Regions from separate parts of the Gossypium hirsutum genome. Here regions 2, 3 and 4 are each linked to region 1. A link is a contact called in public Hi-C data. All regions are on one chromosome and are shown on one strand. Each heading gives the region's core, a stretch centred on a gene start, on an enhancer-like site or on the middle of the called end of the contact. The rest is flanking DNA. Distances are from core to core; before and after follow the strand shown.

What was found. Hi-C and Micro-C count contacts between places; a contact is called where the count stands out from the background.
Region 2: a contact with region 1 is called in a Hi-C map of leaf, with 3 times the contacts expected there. The contact joins the promoter of LOC107952762 here to the promoter of LOC107934460 in region 1. A contact is called at or near these places in 3 of 34 Hi-C or Micro-C datasets (callus and leaf).
Region 3: a contact with region 1 is called in a Hi-C map of leaf, with 3 times the contacts expected there. The contact joins the enhancer-like site here to the promoter of LOC107934460 in region 1. A contact is called at or near these places in 2 of 34 Hi-C or Micro-C datasets (both in leaf).
Region 4: a contact with region 1 is called in a Hi-C map of leaf, with 2.6 times the contacts expected there. The contact joins the enhancer-like site here to the promoter of LOC107934460 in region 1. A contact is called at or near these places in 6 of 34 Hi-C or Micro-C datasets (callus, leaf and petal).

Annotation. Positions count from the first base shown.
Region 1 is chrA01:56,980,492-56,984,129 of Gossypium_hirsutum_v2.1, forward strand. LOC107934460 (trihelix transcription factor PTL) reads left to right here and starts at 1,654. Exons shown (of 2, transcript XM_016866892.2): 1 at 1,654-2,236; 2 at 2,780-3,638. The coding sequence starts at 1,797.
Region 2 is chrA01:57,721,443-57,725,080 of Gossypium_hirsutum_v2.1, forward strand. LOC107952762 (protein LSM12 homolog) reads left to right here and starts at 1,735. Exons shown (of 4, transcript XM_016887929.2): 1 at 1,735-2,226; 2 at 2,307-2,387. The coding sequence starts at 1,952.
Region 3 is chrA01:56,273,639-56,277,276 of Gossypium_hirsutum_v2.1, forward strand. No RefSeq gene overlaps it. Among protein-coding and RNA genes, the nearest start is that of LOC107935674, 24 kb to the right of the region's middle. Within about 2 kb of position 1,788, at least 3 of the 9 cell types and tissues checked have an H3K27ac peak or open chromatin away from gene starts, as enhancers often do. A contact at or near this core is called in leaf, where this site is marked.
Region 4 is chrA01:57,597,092-57,600,729 of Gossypium_hirsutum_v2.1, forward strand. LOC107955617 reads left to right here. Exons shown (of 6, transcript XM_041087301.1): 2 at 3,174-3,195; 3 at 3,268-3,397; 4 at 3,485-3,594. Among protein-coding and RNA genes, the nearest start is that of LOC107955617, 44 kb to the left of the region's middle. Within about 2 kb of position 1,695, at least 2 of the 9 cell types and tissues checked have an H3K27ac peak or open chromatin away from gene starts, as enhancers often do. A contact at or near this core is called in leaf, where this site is marked.

The DNA of each region.
Region 1 (3,638 bases), core at 404-2,903:
TGAGGTGAGATGATCTTTAATACACATTTGACTTACCTAAATGTTTTAAAAGCCAATAAAAGGAGGATCGCGTTTTGAACTCTGTCCAAATCTTTAATTTTTGACATTAAGACACTAAATAATCAATCAAGTATTAATTTTGGGCGTGTCGAGGGTGCTAATCCTTCCTCGTACGTAACTGACTCCCGAACCGGTTTTCTATTTTCGCAGACTAAAATCGTCGTTTTGAAAAATTTATTTATTTATTAAAAACGACCGTGTTTTGAGGTGGTCCAATCACACCCTATTAAAAACGATTGGTGGCGACTTCCAACTTTTCGTTTTCAAAAGTTGATTTCCTGTTTTCAAAAAAATGGTTTCGACACACTTTATATCAAAGGGTTATAAAAATCATATTAAAAGTTATTAAAATTATATCAAAAGCTACCAAATTGAAAGTATGCCAAAGGTTAATACAACTATATCGAATATCATAGGTTATTAAAATTATATTAGTGGTAATGAACATGCTAACAAAGGTTATCCAAACAATAGCGAAAGTCACTAAATAATATCAAATATAGAAAACCTGAATTAAATGTGTTGGTAATAAGGATCAATAGAGGAAGGTGCAGAAATGAATGACAATTGACAAATTCAGCTTAAGAATCTATCAAAATGATGAAGTGTTTAAGGCTTCCAAGCCCCAAAGGGCCCAAAGGTTTTTCTCGCGGTCGAGGAATGGGTTGTGATTGGAATGTTTTGACACTACCCTTGATTTTCGCCCCAATTCAAAAACCAGTTCGATATCGATTTAATTTAATTTTATTATAAAAAATTAATAATTTAAGTTTTTAATTTAAAATTGTTTAATTCAAAATGATTTGGACACAAAATAACTCAAACCTAAAATGATTAGAATCTAGAGTGGCTTGGATTAACAATAATTTGAATAAATAATTTAAAATGATAAATTTAAAAAAATCGGTAAAAATGTATTTTTAGTTTCTTTTAATTTTGAAATCGGACAAATTAGTCCTTCTAAAAAATCTGCGCAATTTAATTCCTATCAATTTTGAATGTGAGAAACTAAGAATAATTAACCATGACGTTAATGTTTTCTATCATTTGTACATAATTTTGATTAGTATAATAATAAATTTAGCCATTAAAATTTACACATTTTGTTAATTTGGTAATAACTTAACAAATTTATCCTGCAACATTTATGTAAATGCTAAATATTGAGACTAAATTTGTTAAATTTTTTAGAACTTAGACTAAATTGACAAAATATATAAACATCGAGAGCTAAAATCGTTTGCAATTGATTAAAGATATTAATACCATAATTAATTATCTTTAATTATTCACTTTTACTTTTAAAATTAACATAAATTAATTTACTCTTATAAATTGAAAAAGAATGAATAAATATTTTTATAAAAAATTTAAAAATTCTTTTACTTAAAATAAGCGGATACAAAATAAATATCAAAATCCAAATTAAGGTACACCCAAATTAACCTGGGTTAGGATTAATAGGCACTCCAACTATGTACAAATGTAGGTAATTTTGGAAAGGATTGTAGCAAAATACGTATATTTGTAGTGTGTGGGACCGTTGGCCTAAGCTTAATTTGGAGATTTTTCGTGGACGACACGATCCGAGTCTGCCGCTTTCTCTCTCTTTCATACACTCTTTCTCTCTATTAAAACCTTTCTCTTTCACTCTTTATTTTTATTTTTTTAGCTTTACTCTACTCTTTCCTTTTCCTTTTCCATTGTTTTTTTTCTTTTTGGGTTCATAAATCGATATGGAAATGGAGGATCATCGTCACCATCAATATGCCATACCCGATCTTAGGCAACTACTCAACGGAAAACCCATCAATTTCCAAGCAATTCCACAGGATACTGAGTTATTCTCCCCCGGCCACCACCGGAATCTGCCGCCACCGCAGCAACCCCACCACCCCTTCGATGTGATGCAAATGGTGGGTAGACATGAGTTCCCTTCTGATTCTACTGGTAATACTAATGCCACTCCCATGGCTGCTGTTGCCACTGTCACTAGTGCTTCCACACTTAGTCCCAGCTGTGGGTTCGACGGTGAAGCCACTGCTTTTGGAGGTGATGGAGGAAATGGAAGGTGGCCGAGACAAGAGACCTTAACACTTCTTGAGATCAGATCTCATCTCGACCCCAAGTTCAAAGAAGCTAATCAAAAGGGTCCTTTGTGGGATGAAGTTTCCAGGTATATACAAATAATATATTTATTCTTCCATGCTCTCCATACCCTAATTCTCTATTTTCTTCCATTCCCAAAGCTAGCAACTTCACTCCATGGATTGTTTCTCCTTTTAAAGATATGAAATGGGGTTCAAACCAGGAACAGTATTACACGAGTTTTCTTCTTTTATTTATTTTTAAAGAAAATAAACGATAGCTGATCATTTCTATAGTCTTCAACTGACTTGCTCTCTTTTTTTCCTTTGAAAATGTGTTGCCTCCATTATTGTGCAAGTTTTTACTGGTTTTTACTATAAAAATGACTAACCTTTTGGATGTTTTAAGTACCCATCTGCAAGTTTTATCCATGAAAAGACGTTTTCATCAGTCCCTTGCCGAAAGACCCATCTTTATTTTTCAATTTTGAATGGTCAAATAAGAGCTTTATCAACATTCATCACATGATATTTCCATGGTCATACAAATTTGAATTAGGGTTCATCTGTTTTCTAATAGGTTTAAAGTTTAATTTATTGCCATTTCCTTCCCTTTTTTGTTGGTGCTGTAGAGTCATGTTTGAGGAACATGGGTACCAAAGGAGTGGGAAAAAATGCAGGGAGAAATTCGAAAACTTGTATAAATATTATAAAAAGACTAAGGAAGGCAAGGCTGGGAGACAGGATGGTAAACACTATCGATTCTTTCGTCAACTTGAAGCTTTATATGGGGATACCAGCAACAACAATGGAGTTTTAGGCCAAGAAACTCCCCTAATCGGCAACAGTTTTCTGTTTCATGGCGCTCAAAATAGCATCAATACTCAAGCAAATCAAGAGATCTATCACTCGCAAAAGCTTTGCAGTGATAGTCTTAGTCTCTCAAGTTCCTCAAAATTCGACACTTGTTCCTCAGATAACAATGATTTAAGCAGTGCAAAGCTGAAAAAGAAAAGGGGTTGCAGAAGCTGGAAAGCCAAGATAAAAGAGTTCATCGACTCGCAAATCGGGAAGCTAATGGAGAGGCAAGAGGCATGGCTTGTGAAACTGACCAAGACGCTCGAGGAAAAGGAGCAAGAGAGGGTTTTAAGGGAAGAACAATGGAGGAAAGAAGCAGCAATAAGAATAGATAGAGAGCATAAGTTTTGGGCTAAAGAGAGAGCATGGATTGAAGCTCGTGATGCTGCTTTAATGGAGGCATTACAGAACCTGGCTGGCAAACAGTTGAAGGCGGCATCATCTGACGGTGAAAACCATAATGAAAATGGGAATGGAACAATTAACCACACTGTTAAGGCTGATGGGTGGCAAGAAGCTGAGGTTTCTAGGCTCATACAGCTGAGGACCGCCATGGAAACAAGGTTCCAACAAGTAGGGTATTCAGAAGAGGTGGTTTTGTGGGAGGAAATCGCCGCTAAGATGGGGTGTTTA
Region 2 (3,638 bases), core at 485-2,984, 740 kb after region 1:
TTCATTGCTACTTTGATGGGGATTGAGATTGTAAATGATCTAGTAGGTTTGCAAGTCAAAATAACATATATTCATAAGACTTATATAAGTTTTTACTAAAAGTTGTTAACACTTCTTATGTTAATTAGTAATTCATTGCTGTGAGTGCATTATTTAAGTAAACAAGTAAGTTACTTCGTTTACAAACTAAGTTGGAGAGAGATCAAAATCATAGGTACAAAAGTGAGATTATTATATCATGCATGAAAGAATTTAGATTACTATTTATATGTGGTTAAAGATAGAGAATATTTTCTCAGGGACAAAACATCCTGGATGTCGTGAAATTTATTTGACTTAGTTTGATGGAAAGCAACAGTCTACATAAGCCTTTACTAATATCATGATTTCACCATGTTTTAATTATAACTTTGATCTTTGGTAAAATCTCAACATCACTACCTTTCTTATTCAAAATGATGCGAATTCTCTTTTCATTTTATTGACCCTTTTATTGATTGTTCTTTACAATCAATTCCATACCTCGATTCAAAGATTTACATTTTAACTTGACTAAAGATATTTTTTGGTGTTTAATTTAACCGGTCAATATAATAAAAATAAAACAGTAGATATTCTCAAGAGTTTAATTATTTATAACTCATAATGGTGTGAATTATAACACCAGAAAAATTTTGATTGATTGAAAAATAATCTCTTTTAAATAAAAACTAAATAAAATTTAAGGCGGTTTATTGTATAAGGAGATGTTTTGTATTTATTTAGATTTTATTTGACATATGTAAATTTGAGTATTTATTTGAAATTCATAATTTTAAACATAAATTTTGGAAAAAAATTATTTGACTTGATGGATGAAGAAAGACGAAGAAAATGAAGAAAGATTTTTTACCCAAATGACATGAAAAAAAATATTTTTTCTCATATGATTTTAATTCGGGAAGGATGTTATAAAATAAAGTGATGGAAATATATTAAGTGTTCTATAAAAATAGCATAAAATATTAAAAAATATGTTATAATAAAATATTAAAAAATGAGATTAACTTTAAATTTAAATCATTTTAAAATATTTAGTTTGTAGATATCAATAAAATAATATAATATCATCAAATTTTAAAAATATACAAATAGTACTATACAATTATCTATATATAACATTTTCTCTAATTTAATTTAATTTTAATTAAATGACATAAAAATAATTAAAATTTTAGAAAAAAAATTATGTCGGAACTATAGCTAATTTTTTTTGAAAAATCTAAAATAAATAATTAAAAATTAAAAGAAGAGATAAAAAATTGAAAATTAAGAAAAAAATAAAAAAAACCTTAGTAGAAAGTTGAAAAATTATAGCCACCACTTCATTATTTGATTAAAAGTTAAAATATATGAAATAGAAAACCATTTAAAATGGAAAAAGAAAACATCAACTGCCTAGAAGCTAAAAACAATTTTTAAAAATTGGTTGAAGAAAATAAAAAAATATTAAATTTTGGAAAAATATTAAAAATAATTAAAATTGTAAAAGAAGAAAAAAGTTGTTTATTATTTTAAAATTTAGTTAAAATTAAATGAAATTAGTAAAAAATATTAGATATAAATGAGTGAATGATAATACTTGGATACTTTTAATGGATAATTTGATAATGTTATAATGATGTCTAAAATTTGTCTAATATAAGTTATTCCTTTAAAGAAATAAATATATAAAAAATTGAGAGGCATAAGTTTTTATTTTTGTTTTGCTTGTGATAAAATGCTCTTAAATATATAGACAAGATGGGAAGAAGCAGATAACAGTAAATGTAATTAGGCCTACTGCAATGAAACCAATAAAGTTTCGGCCCATCTCATTGTTGACTTGTTCTGGTCCTCAAATAAAAAAGGAAAAAGTTCATAAATCAAGCATAACAAGGTGAAGGTGCACTGAGCAGAGGTTAAATAAGGAATGGAAGGTGAGGAATTCGCAGTGGGTTGCTTCCTTTCAATTAAGACAACTTTGGGCGACGAATTTGAAGGTCAAATTATCAGTTTCGACCGCCTCTCCAACATCCTCGTACTTCAGGAGGGTTTGGAATCAGGACCCAGAAGGAACATTCGGCTGCTGAAGGCTAATCACATTAAAGAGTTCTCTTTATTGCGCCAAGATGAAGATCCTCTTGATGTTAAGAAATGTTTTTTAGACCTTACTAGCCTTCAAGCAAGAGAAGATTCTGCTATTAGGTAACTGATTTCCTCATATCTAGGGTTTTGTCTTATTAGAATTTCACTGAGTTGGATATATATATATTTGCTTTTTGCAGGCAAGCTGAGGCTGATTCAGAGAGGTTTGGTGTTGGAGTTACCAGTGAGGCACAGACTCTTTTTGATGCTTTGTCTAAAACGTATGTTCACTTGTCCTTGGACTCTTACTCCTCCTCCTTCTCTTATTTTTCTCTCTTAAGAGTTGGGGAAATGTTGAAGGGATTGTTAAGATTATAGTTATTTTCTCAAGTATACAGGTAGGAAATTGATTCTATATTGTTTTAAGGGATGCATATAAACCTCTTGAAAGCATAAAGATGGTTAATTGTTGTGCGTAAGGGTTGTCCTTTTAAAAAAAAAAGGTTAGTATTAGCAGGGAGACAGAAATTTGGTTGAAATTGTAGGAAAGGAGCGTAGAAGAGCAGTTCTCGGGTCAGGATAAAAGCATTAATGAAGGATATTTAATGCAGGATGGTAAAAATAATAGATGCATTTGTTGTGTCTCACCACATTGTGCTTACTGTTAGATAATCTGCCATAGTATTCACTTGCAGAAATGATAAATGTCCTTAAGAGAAGTATAGTGTTAAGTACCTCTAAGTGTGATGACTTCTAACAGGTTATAATGCAATGACTTAACAATTCATATGTTGCAACTAAGCAGAGTTTATTTTATTTTATTTGACATCAAAATGAACAATGTTAAATGAGGAATTTTTTAAAAAACTTTTATTAATGCGTTGAATATTATTAAGATGCCCCTACTCAATGAATAATTAAGATGGTGCTAAAATTATGAATGTTTAATGCATCTTAGCTAATTTAGGAAGGTTGAGGAGGAAGAAATAACATAGACATAGAGGGGCAAGGGCCCTGTGGTAGCTTGTATCAAGTTCTTTTAAGATGCATTATATTTTTGAGATCTTTTCACAATCATAATTCATGAAATTGACAAACCCAAAGCCTTGATAATTATCAACCTTTGGTAATTATAAAACCGTCAGAATCTGTAATTAGATGAGCTAGGATTGTGCAAGTGTCATGTGCTGGGACTTTAGTTTTGCTATCGTGCTACTTTAGGCCTGCACCTTATGCCTTACTCCTTAGTATTCCTAGTTCTGAATTCAAACACTTCACGTGCAATATGATAGCTAATATGCTGTGAGAGAGTGTAGGAGAATGCTATAAGCTTGTATTAATGGTGCTCGACATGTAAGCCAAGGGTTACACCATTTTACAGATGAGGGTAGGTTCCTTAAATTTAAAGGCCAGACCCCCTTAGTGAACGGCTAGGATACATGCTCTAGATTTATCTAGGCCAGACCCTCTTAGACTAAGCTATAATACTTCCATGTGGTGAAGTAGATGATAAAGAATTTATGTAGAACTCT
Region 3 (3,638 bases), core at 538-3,037, 710 kb before region 1:
TGATGTTGGAAATATCCATTTGCCATGAAGCCTTTCATTGCTAGATGAAGAGAATCTCTTCAATTTTAATTGCTTTTTTTTTCTCTCTCAAATAAGAAGATTTTGATGTCACCTTAAGATGAGACATATTGGGATGGAATAATAAGATATGATTGTGATTTTTTTTTTTGTATTTTTTTAAGAATAAAATATATCTATCAAGAAAAATGTGATTGAAAAAAATGTTTACAATACTATATATATACTCCTTCTTGTCCTTTGTGAAGTTGTGGTGAATTAGAGCAAAATTGTTCCATGTGCACTTGAGGGAACAAATTTATTATGGAATTCTTTCAAAGAGTATCCTATGTTATTTCTAAGATAAGCTTGCTTAATTTAATTTCTAGCAAATATTTTTGGTAATTTAATGCAATTCTACAAAAATTAACTCAATTCCATTGCACTAAAGGATTGAATAAAATAATATATTTTGAAAACAACTTCATCTATTATCTAGAGTTTCAATTGATTATTTTTATGTAATAATAAAAATTATTGTGGGATATTATTTTCATTTCAAATCATGTTAAAATTTACTGATGGGATTTGATTTCAAACTTTTACCATTTCTTCATTTAGTTTTTTTTTATTATATAAATTTATTTCCACATAAACAATAAAACAAGCATGCAAATTGGATGTAAATGTAATTTGAAAATAGTATATTGCAAAATCAACTTTTTGAAAACAAAAGCAAAAAGGAGGTACAAAATGCAAATGGTTTCAACTTCAATAAAATCTCAAACCTTCTGCTTCAACAAAACCTCATTATCTATACTAACAATAAATTATTTTCACTCAATTGGATAATACATGCATAAATACAAAAATAAATCTTTTTGAGGATTTTACTCATTTAATTAAAAAATTATCCATTTTTCACAATTTCTTTTATATAAGAATTCGAATTCTAACCCAGACTATCTTAAAATAAACCAACATCTAATTAATAGAATAAAACTTGATATCTCCCACTTCTCATAATTAATCACTCATTTTTCCTAAAAAAAACCTTTTTTTCCCTCTTTAATAAATATTTTTCCCTCAAGATCTAAGATATAATTCTATGCTATTACATCTCCTCCCCTGTTTGTAAGCTTGTAATGGTACCCAAAAACAAAAGAATTTGATTACATGCATTTGCATGTCTAACCAAGTTTAATATATATAAATATGCACTAGATTAGTAACATATATGTTAAAAATATACACATTATGAGATTTATTTAGTGATTTGCACAATAAATAATTTTATTAAAAAAATCAATAATACATTTTAGATTTGATTCAGTTTATATATTTCTTTTTAATCCTTTTAAAATTATTAATTAATTTATTATTGATATGTCTTAATATGCACAGATGAATCCAAAAATTCTTTTAGAGGAGAAATTAAATTATAAATTGAGAATTCAATATATAATTTTATCACATATTTATTTAAATAATTATATTAATTTAATATTATTAATATGATATATAAGTGTTTGAATTTTATTTTACTTATAATTTAATATATATTTCTATTTTGATTTATACATGTTTATGTATTATTATATATTATTTTTAAATATAAATTTATATTCAAAATTAATAATTTGAAAAAGTTTGAATAAAATTGTTGTTAGAAAATAATAGTGAAAGAAAGTGGTTTGACTTAAAAGGGCCGGGGATGGATTGGTGGATGCATAAGGTCCGTCCAAAAACGAGGTAAGGGCACTCTCTGACAGGCGGGTGAGATGAATGAACACGTGTGAAGTGGACAAGCTATAAAATTGGACGTATTATGTGGATGCATGGAATGACGGTGCATTTAGAAGTCACTGTTACCTTTCTTGTCTTCACTCAAAAATGTTTGTAATGCGGCCCCATTTTGATTTCCTAACATTTATGATACTTGGATTGCGTGGTCGGTCGGTTTGTATTTTATTTATTATTTTTAAAGGTTGAAGCCAAACGATATACAAACATATTAGTTAATTTTAAGCCATGTTTTGTTTACGTGAGAATAAAATATCTCATGCTATTTTCTCCAATATAAACAATTCCTCCCATTCTCAAAACGTTCAAATTTTCTATTAGTCCCTATAATTTATGGAAGTTATGAATTTAGTCCCTATACTTTAATTTTATCAATGTTAGTTCATGTAATTTTTGAATTTTAAAATTTTAATCTTCATCAAATGATAATTGTTAAATTTATTAAGTTAAGTTCTTCTGTTTCTAAAACTTGATGCGCCAAACATATTATTGTATGTAATGCTATGTCAGCTTATTATTTCTACATATTACTCACTACAAATTTAGTTAATGGATTAACAACTGACATTTGTGTTAAGACTAAAAATTTCAAATTCAATAAGCATATGGACTTAGAATGATCAAATTGGAGAAAATGGACCAAACCTACAATTGTACACATACTAAAAGATTAGTAATTGAATTTGACCAAACAAAATTAACTGCTTCTATTTGAGTCAAGACTAAAATTTTAAATTTCAAAATTTTAAAAAGTACAAGGGCTACAATCAATCATTTTGAAAAGTACATGTACTAAAAATGATCAAATTAAAATACAAGGACTAAATCCATAAATTTTGAAATGTATAAAGACTAATAGTAAAATTTAATCTTCTCAAAATTTGCTTAAAACAACGGTTAAAACTTTCATCTAACATCTAGATGATACATATATAAATATTGTCACCCCTTGCTGTAATGCCCCAAATTTCTTTAATTTCGGCTTTTGTAATTGTTGAGCATGGAAATAACTGAACAACTGGGTCTGTGTTATTTTTGGCTTTAAACATGTTGGTTTAAGTGGTTATGTGCTCTGGGGTGTGTTTGGGAGGTCTTAAGTTCAAGCTTTAACTTGGGCTAAATTTTGGGTTTTTTTTTATTTGAATAAAGCCTGACTTTAAGTCAGTGGGCTTATAAGGGATTGTTGGTAAAAACCTAACAGAATGGGCTTACTAGTCTAGTGGTTAGATGGCAAGGGATCACGCTTAGGGTCTGGAGTTCGATTCCCTACAATAGCGATGGGATTATTTTTGCTGCAAGTTTTGGCTAATAGTTGGGCTTTATCAGAAATCTGAATTGGGGTTTAGGGATTCTTCATTTCTTTTTAACAAAAGCTCTTGCTCTCTGCCGTTTTCTTTTTCCCAAAACCCCTTTGCTGCCGAAAATTCCCTTCTATTTTTCTTTCTTCCCTTCGTTTTTCTTCTTTTTCGATAAGTTTAGGAGTATTGCTAGCGGTCCTATCAATTTGGTAAGTATCACTTTATCAAGTTACGTGATTTTCTTTGGCAATCGTTTAAAAGGATTTTTGTTTGCTGTTTAGGGGATATTCAAGGCTCTGTAGATCAGTAATCGAGTTCTAAACAGCAAGGAAACACTGTTCTTCATTGAAGGTAAGTAGATCTCTCTTTTAGGATTTGGTAATACTTAAGGATGTTGATTTAAGTGACTGATTTTGGGCTCGATATTGTCAATGTTAGGTTTTGGAGTGCTCACGGTTGGATTAGCAGCGAAAACGAACCAGGTGTGTACTTCAATTTATTCGAAATTGCGTTTCAGCGAAAGTCAAAACTTCTACTGTC
Region 4 (3,638 bases), core at 445-2,944, 620 kb after region 1:
TTACCTAATCTATACCATTTTCGAACTAATAAATCTAATTTTATTATAGTTATCGGAATTTTTTTTTATTATAACTATCATATACTAATTCATTTTAAAACTTCTTCTTATTCTATTATATAGCTCAAAAAAATCTTAATACATAAAATAATTCTCACAACTTTTTTATTATAATATATGTTTTCAACTAATAAAATTAAATTTATTTTAATTATAAAAAAATATTTTAATATAATTTAATATGATTTTTTTAAATTTATTTTAATTATTTTTAAATGTAAATAAATGATATTCTTGTTGGTTCAAAAGTTTTTCCAAAATTGTGCTTTTATATAAATTATAGATTATAGATATGCTAATAACAAAAGTAATCTAATCGTGTATGTTTGTTTTACTATTAATATCACTTAATTAAACCTTATATCCATGTTTAATTAAATTTAATATTTTAAATTGATTATCACTTAATTAGTGTTATATCTAAATTAAATTAAAAATTAAAAATTTTATAATTCTTCAAACAACAATTAAGTTTTGAGCTAAAACCTAAATAAATTTTTTTTCTCCAGCTCCAAATGGAAAAATACAATAATGGACCGGATTATAACTCAAAATTAGGTTCACGGCCCAATCTATATTAAGCTTAACCCGCAAATATAGAATATAATATACAGAGAGAGAGTGATAAAATATTGAAGCAGGCCAATGATGCAACACCCCCGACCGAATACATGAATCAAGAACAACATTACAATTCAGAATTTTTGTAAAAAGAAAAACAGTTCAAAGTTTCAAAAAAAAAATAAAAGATCTGTGACAAAATGTAATGATGAATTGGTATTATTAAATACCTTTTAATATACTTTCAGTCTCTTTTTTTTCAAAGATTCTTTTATAAAGTACGTTATATAGAGAGAAGAGTTTGACATTAAAATCTCTACTTTATGAAGCAAAGCAGGATTAATCTAATAATGGTCATTTAGGTCTTATAAAGATAACTACTTTATGAGGCCTTTGTGGCTAAGCCCAAGCAGACAGCCCAAAGGTTGAGCTTTCATTCTTTCAATGAGACAATGACTAAATAAAAATCATGTTCATTTTTTGTTTTGGGTGGTTTTTATTTATCTAAGTTCTACATTGATGTTTCACTAAAAGCTCATTTTATTATTGTTTTTGGTCGATTATATTAAGATTTTTTTAAAAAATTAATGAGTTACAAGTTGGATAAAATGTGATTGTTCCATATGGATGGAGATGACATTAGGTGTGAGTTGAGTGATTGTTGCTATCTCCAATCAAATCAGTTTAAATAAATTTTTTATATTATTTTTATAAGATTAAATAAAATAAATTAACAATCAAGTGTTAGGTGCGATAGTAAGATAAATTGCATTTCTAAAAAGAGAATATAAATTCGAATTTTGTTGACAATATTATTAAGAGAAATAGCTATAAACTCGGAACATAGACCGTAAAATGAATATGGATGATGTCAATAAATTATTAAATTACAATGTAATAGCCAATTTTGGCCCAAATCATCCAAACAAAATAAAACCCAAATAAATAATAAAGGATCCAGCACATTAATAGTCCACTTACAAATCAACCCAATCACTAACCCAAACCCAGACCAATATCAGACAGCCCAAACAATTAAAACCCAACAAACCCAACAAGCCCAAACCAATCCTAGCCCAAAAACTAAACACCTTCAGCCCAGGGAAACCCTAGGTGTGCCACACCTAGGTCGGTCTGCCCTTAGGCCACCTCGCACGCCGCCTCCTCAAATGCCACCCCCTCCATACGCCTAGCACCTCTCTAACACTTGCAAAATAAAGATCCACACGCAAGACAGAGAGCAATACACAAGCAGTAGAAGAAACCAAGCAAAAAACGACAAAAAATATAAAGTGGATAGTCATCTTAATCGGCTATAAAAGCTCGATTCTTCACATTTGTAATTTTTTATGCGCACGAGTAAATCAAAAAGAAAAAAGCAGAAATTTAACAATGTTGATTTTTTATTTTATTTTAGTTGTTCTTTTCGTTTCCTGTTTTCCTTTTATTTTTATTTATTTATTTTTTTGAACAAATCTATTTCTAAAAAGAGGCATAAAATAAATAAAAGGAAAGAGAAGAAGGTCTCATCGGAATCACCCGTGGTTACGTTACCGGAGGTCTCTCTTCCGTCGTTGGGATCGAAAGGGGGTGAGGATCTCTTCTTTTAGTTCTTTTCGGGTCAAGAAGGCTAGACCTTCGAACTCCTTTTGAAACAGGGCTAAAAGGCCCATTTTGGCGCATCGTCGGCCACCGAATACCGTGGCGGTACAGCGGTCAAACAACGGAAATGAAGGGTTTTCATAACCCTAGCAAAGAGTTGAGAGAAAATGGGGGGTTCTTTGAGTTTTTTAAAAAAAAAAACTGGTAAAAAATGAAATTTTAAAAAAATTTTGACTTAAGTAATAAGAAGTAAACAACGCCATTTTGATATGTGGGTTCAGAGGCCAAAACAACGTTGTCTTCACCTCTGACCCATGACTTGACCCATTTCCCTTGAGGATCCGCGTGTTTTTGTGGTGAATGGGATAATTGCGTGTGAAGTTCCTCCGCTTTTGCGACGTCTTGTAATGTGGCCATTGTTTGCTTTTTTATTTTTTTTAAATTTTTGTCGCGTGTTTTTGTGTTCGTTTCAGTATGGTCCATCACGAAACGCAGCGCATGAGGGCTAGGGATATTTCCCAATCAATCCCTCATTTGTTTCAGCGTGTTTCATCTAGGTCCTCAACAGCCTATTTTCTGTTATTTATAATTTATACCCTAAATTTTAATTCTATTTCAACCTAATCCTTACACTATGTTTGGTTCAATAGAATTGCTATTCCATTACTACACGGTTCAAAACTCTAAAGGAAAACAGTCGTTTGGTTGGCTGAATGCTTAAAACGTCGAATGGGGATTACAGGTTCATTCTAAAAATCGCTGAATAGCCATTCAGGGGAGGAGGTGTCGAATGGCTATTCCAACCTCTCCATCGAATGACCCTTCTTTTCTCCTCCAAAAATACCTTTTCTTAGATTAAATTTTCTCAACGGTTTCAAATTTTGTTTTCTTTTGGTTATTCGACAATCTTAAGTTCAAATCAATCTAAAAGAAAGCAGATCAACTTGAAGCCCAAATCAACTGGATTTTGTTGTAAGTTCAATTCAACTAGGGTTTGTTTTGCATTTTGATTGATGATTTTTTTTTCTGATGATTTGTCCAAGGGGAATTAAAATAGATTCTGCAACTGTTCACGAGGAGATCAATTCATTATTCGAGTCAACTCCTCCTCTCAAAGATTCAGCTAAAATCATAGACAAATTGAATCAAGTCATCCAATTTGATTTTCCTTCAGGTACAGTACCTGAAGCTAATCGATTCTGCACACATTTTCCCCTGCCGGATATTTGTTTGTATATGTATACCATTTCGTATTTTTCAGGAGAGGGAAAAGGGAGAAGGGTAGAGGAGCTGCTAAAACGATGCCCAAATCTTAAGAAAATTATTATTTTTAGGGTTATTTCAAAAGCCAAGCCACACAAGGAATGCGAGGTATTTGCCAAATTCACATCATCTATTATTCAACTCATGAGGAA